Linked DNA regions of Anas platyrhynchos: region 1 is linked to region 2. A link is a contact called in public Hi-C data. All regions are on one chromosome and are shown on one strand. Each heading gives the region's core, a stretch centred on a gene start, on an enhancer-like site or on the middle of the called end of the contact. The rest is flanking DNA. Distances are from core to core; before and after follow the strand shown.

Evidence for each region. A called contact is a pair of places that touch in the nucleus more often than the background predicts.
Region 1: a Hi-C map of skeletal muscle shows a contact between it and region 2, with 7 times the contacts expected there. The contact joins the promoter of FLT4 here to the enhancer-like site in region 2. A contact is called at or near these places in 3 of 8 Hi-C or Micro-C datasets (F1 follicle, skeletal muscle and subcutaneous adipose tissue).

Annotation. Positions count from the first base shown.
Region 1 is chr14:5,678,826-5,681,525 of IASCAAS_PekinDuck_T2T, forward strand. It overlaps FLT4 (fms related receptor tyrosine kinase 4), which reads right to left and starts at 1,283. Exons shown (of 30, transcript XM_072023398.1): 1 at 1,051-1,283. The coding sequence starts at 1,108.
Region 2 is chr14:5,640,091-5,642,875 of IASCAAS_PekinDuck_T2T, forward strand. FLT4 (fms related receptor tyrosine kinase 4) reads right to left here. Exons shown (of 30, transcript XM_072023398.1): 12 at 913-1,021; 13 at 1-198. Among named protein-coding and RNA genes, the nearest start is that of RNF130, 20 kb to the left of the region's middle. Within about 2 kb of position 1,506, at least 1 of the 8 cell types and tissues checked has an H3K27ac peak or open chromatin away from gene starts, as enhancers often do.

The DNA.
Region 1 (2,700 bases), core at 33-2,532, 39 kb after region 2:
GCTCCCGCCGCGATGCCACCAGCAGCGGGTCCCTGCCTGCTGAAGCTCCCCAAGCTCTTGCAGCCCACCGTGGCACAAGAGCCAGCTGTGAGGTTTTGGGCAGAGCAGGGTCACAGTCCCAATTTCTGCCCGTACCACCCCTCTGCACCACTGCAGCCAGACCTGCAGCCCGCCCGCGAGCTCGTCTCGACGACAGCAGCAAACGCCACTGGTGACAGTGAGTCACTGAGCTGAGGGGAGAGAAAATTCCATTTATACTCCCCAAATCTATTTTTCCAGGTTCTCCCTGCACTGCTAACTTTCTCCTCCTGTAAATTCTTTACCCACGCGAGCCCACCCGGCTCAGCTCTGCCCCACGGCCCCCGCTCCCCAAAAGGGCTCCGCAGCCCCCTCTGTGCCGCGGTGCAGCAGCCACCTGAGCGCACACAGCCCCGGGGATTCAGCTCGCTGCCCACCAGCCTTTTCCCCCAGCGCTGTAGGAAATATTTCACCAGCCACCTGCCCTGGGGGGCTTCCCAGGGGGAGCAGAGCCACCAGCAAGCGGCTGGGGGGGACAGCGGGGAGAGCGGAGGGCGCGCACCGACCACCGCCTCCCGGTGCCTTCCTCCCCAGCGCGCTGCCCGGCGCTCCCCAGCGATGCCTCCGAGTACGAAACAGAAATAAACCGGGCAGGGGGTCGGCCTCCGGGTGCTTCCCCACGCGGAGAAATCCCTGCTCCGAGAGCCCCACGCGGTTCCTTCCCGCGGGAGGTGCGGGGAGGTGGCGGCGTCCCCCCGTCCCCTGCGTCGGGGCCACCGGGCGGGCACCGGGCGCGCCCCGTCGGGGCTGGCGGCCACCGGGGCGGGACGCGGCGGGGCTCGGGGATCCCGAGGAGGGCAGCGCCGCTCCCTGCCGGCTCCGGGAGACACCCGGAGGGGGGACACTCCCGGTGCCCGTCCCGTCGGGGCAGCCCCATCCCCGCGTCCCCGGCTCCTCCGCAGGTGCCGGGCGGGCAGCCCGCATCCCCCGGCCGGAGCACGGAGCCTTCGCGGCTCCCTGAGCGCTGCTCACCTGCCTCCGAGACAATGCCGAGCCAGAGCCAGAGGGGCAGCGTGCAAACTCTCTTCATCTCCGGGGCTGCGGGCAGGCGGTGCGGTACGGAGCGGTGCGGAGCGCCCCGCGCCCGAGCTCTGCTCCCGCCGCGCCCCAGCTGCGGCGACGCGCGGCGGCGGGCGGGGAGGGAGCACCGGGGCCGTTTCCTTTTCCTCCGCCCGCCCGGGCCGCCCGCCGCCCTCCGCCGAGCCCGCGGGGCGCCGGGCGGGCGGCGGGGCGGAGCGGGGCGGGGCGGGGTGGGAGGCGGCGAGGGGGGGGCGCACCTGAGGCTCCGGGCACCGGTGGGGCTGTGGGAGGGGGTGCGGGGGTGAGAGCATCCCCCCTGTGTGCATCCACACCTGTGAGCATCTCCTGTGTATATCCACACCTGTGAGCATCCCCCGCGTGCATCCACCCCTCCATGGGTGTTTGCATCCCACCCGCCCCTGCCTGCCAACATCCCCCCACTGCCCTCTTCCACGCGTGCACCTGGGTGCGCAGCCCGAGCTCTCAGACCCGGGAAAGGCACACAAATGCCCTCTCCCATCAGCACGCACATGCCACATGTGTCTCGTCTTCATGCCTGCATGCTCCCCAAAAGCCCGTACCTGTGTGTGCACACCTAGGCACACAGTCCTGCACACCGTGGGGGCACCCAAAGATGCCTGCATGCGTTCTCACACCTGTGTGCATGCTTGCACCCCTGCTCATGTGGGACAGCACTAGGGACCTGCACTTGTGCTGTCCATCCAAGTGCATCACCACCAGCCTGAGGCAGCCCTGGTGCTGCCCAGCACCACTAAGTGCCCCACACCTCACTGACAGGGCACTCCCACACCCAAACACACAACCCCACACCCAAATCCATGCACCCCACAACGAACCAGCTCCCGCAACCCCCCAGAAACTCCTCTTTTCTCTCCTTTCCCCTTTCCAACCCATCTTTCACACCCCGGGATGCACTCATCTCCCCATGAGAGGACGGTGGCAGCGGTGGGATGCCAGCTGGGCCTGGAGGCACTGGGTGCCGCGGTGCTGGCAGCGGGATGGCACAGCATCCCGTGTGCTCCCCTGGCTGGCTGCAAACGGGCTGTGAATGCCCTGAGGTCAGGAGCGATGGCACAGCTCCGGGAGCGTGCTGGCACGGCGGGCACAGCACCAGCATGGTGGGCAAAGCACCAGCACAGTGGGCACAGCCCCTGCTGCCCACCAAACACCAAGTAGATAAATAAACACGGCCCCATGCTGCGCCCCAGAGGGTTATTGATTATACACGCTTGTAGACACACACACAAAAAAAGGGAGGCTGAATGAGAACCATGTGCTCGTGGCTTCTAAAAGGCAGGAAAACTTGTTGTGTGCTCAACTGCTCTTGCTGCCAAACCTGTGGAAGGGATCGCCCTGTCCCTCTCCTGGCGCTGTCAGAGGGAATCCAAGCCACGGTGGTTATTTTACCCAGCTCCCCCCAGCCCAATTAATTAGTTTTTAACCCTGAAGTTGCTCTCCAGCACACTCATCTTGAACCACCCTCCTCCTTGATCCTGAAGGAGTGGAAGGTGTTGGTGTCCCTCCATCCCAGGTGGGTGCCAAAGCCCGTGAAGTTTCTGGAGGGAGATTTTGGAAGTTCCC
Region 2 (2,785 bases), core at 256-2,755:
TGGTGGCATAGTGGTGGACGTTCTTGCAGTCCAGCACGAGGGGATTGCCCTCCTCATCGTGGAGCTTGGAGAGGTTCAGCCGATACCACTGCAGGTTCTCATAGGTGTAGTTGTCTGCGTTGCAGCTCAGCTGTAGGTCCTGTCCTTCTATGGGCTCTTCCGAGGGCTGGGATTCAATCTCGAACCCATCTGGAATAGCTTTCGAGAAGGAAATGAACATGTGGATGAGTTTTCTTGGCTCCACTACCAGGCACGCACATTGAAATTGTCTCCTTGGGTGCAGCTCTCTAAGACCCTGCTGTCCTCAGTGGTTGCAGGTATTCACCTGCCTCCACAAAGGCTGCTGACAGCACGGGTACTGCCTACGAGGCTTCTGGGGTCTCTCTAGACAGGCCTGAAGATAAACCCCTGCCCACTGCTGTGCCCCTGCTGGGTTCCCTGTCCCCAGCAGGCACAACCAGGTTCCTGCCATCACAGGGTACTGCTGGCAGGAAGCTTATGTGGCCCCATATGGGCCAAGACCCCAGCCCACGCTGCTGGGCTCCAGCTCCTACAAACTTGGCTTTCTCCCACTACCAAAATCCTGTGGGGACCGTGCCAAGGGCTGTGGCCAGAAGGACCCTGCCTGGGAGTGGTTCTGGCAGTGCCACTAGAGGATGCTCTCGGACCAGGCACATCCCTTAGCCATAGCCACACCGGCTCATCTCCAGATCTGATTGTGTTATCTGCTGCCAGGGCTCCAAGCTTTTGCTACTTGGCGGAGCTGTGGGGCACCCCTGCTCTCCTGCTGCCTTCCTGGTGACTGTGTAGGGTGCTACGTGTGAAGGAGAGGATCTGGCAGGTGTTGGGACCTGCCTGTTCCAGGCAGAGAGCCCAGCCGACGTGTGTGGAAGAGACACCCGCGGTACTCACTGGTCACGTAGAAGTAGATCAGCCGCTCGTCCCGACCCACTTTGTTAGAGGCGATGCACTTGTACATGGCTGAGACGTTGGCCTCCTGGATGGCCAGTTTGCTGACTGTCTGGTGGGGGAAGAGAGCATCAGAAGAAGTTAGGAAGGATGAAGGGGAAGAGAAAAGTAGGATCAGCCCTGCTCTCTGGCAGACAGCAAAACACACAACAAGCCTGGCCCCAGAGGGCAGCTGTACCTGGAAAAGGGTTATGCAAAAATAGGCTGGGGAGAAAGGGAAGGGACGCAGAGACTGGTTCCCTGAGCCCTCTGCAGTTGGTTAGGTGACTGCTTAGGGTCCCACAGAGCTTGGTGGGATTTACAGGTACTTACAGACCTGTTTGTTCTCCTTTTATCCATAAGTGGAAATCAGCCCTCTGGAAGCATCCCAGCTCTCACCACTTCAGGAAGAGCTATCATCCTTTTACATTCCAAGTGCATATAGACGCGATCCTAAAAGCTTCCTCATCTGTCCTTCCAGCGAGACATGAGTAAGGCTGGGCAAACAGCCTGGCTGCTGTCCTGGGAGCTCGGTCCCAGGAGATGCCGCCTCCAAAGGAGCCAGGAAAGGCAGAGGGGGAGGAGGGCGGCTCTCCTCCTCCCGGCTCACACTGAACGCATGTGAGCTGCCAAATGTGTTACAAGCACTCCCCTTAGAGGAGATCTGCAGTTTGAAGCACAGGCTTCTCCTTCTCCCCTCCCCAGTTAAATGACAAGGTAATTACATGCAATGATCCCTCTAACGAGACAATGCTTAAAATGCAAAAGATTTAGTTCCTATAGGGAAAGTGCTTTGTCTTTACTATTCATCCCATACACTTCGGAAGGGATTTTAATTCTAAGTGGCAATATATTAGCTTGTGTAAATCAGAAGGAGCAGACATTCACTCTGTGCATATTCATTACAGCTCAAGTGACCTTATTACTAGCACTTTTGTACGCTGCCTTTTCTGTTTCCTGGGAATATTCAGTACAGCTGAAGTGACCCTACTGGTGGCACTTCTGAGTGCAGCCTTTAATGCTTGGGGATTTTCCCTCTAATGGGTACCGTTACATTTAAGCTGGGTTTATCTGCATTTGACATCATCCTGCCATCCAGAGTGCATGGCTGTGCACTGCACGCATGGTGGCTCATTGTGGCCTTTATGGGCAGAATAAAAACCAGAGGAAGATGGTAAAAGAAGACAGTCAGAAAAGAGGAGGAGAGGGAGAGAAAGGAGCTCTGGGGATATAGTGGAAGGGCTCTCCTCTCCTGAAGCTCTTGCATGTCCCTGGTGTGCACAACCTGAGTGGGACCTGCAAGGGTGGTTAGCACCTAACAGACAGGGAATGAGGACACTGCTGTGGAACAGGAGGAAGAGGGAAAAAAAAAAAGAGGGAAAATGAACGTGGGAAACAGCAAAAGGTCTAGAGAGACAGAAGAACCGAGATGAGAGTCACATCGGGAGGGGGACACGAGGTCATCTCACCCAGGAGCTCCCGGCACCCCCGCTCCCTTCCCCAGGGGACGCGATGCTGATCGCTGCCTTTCCCTTCGGCTGCTCTGGGAGGAGCAGTGTCTGCCCCTGCCACCCTTTTGGCAGAGTGACGAACTCCCGGCCAGGCCGGGGAACGGGAAGTGCCTTTGGAGGTGTGTAGGAAAACAGGAAGTGACTTTCGGAAACGGGGGCCCATTTGTTTGTTCTGCATCCCTCTGTGAGCAGCCGGTGCCCGACACCAGCGGGAACAGGAACCCTGCTGCGGCGCGGGGCACAGACCTGACACTTGCGGCTACCAGAGGGACAGAAAGCAACAGGCAGCGAGCACTGTCCAGCTGTTTGCAGGTCACACACCGCAA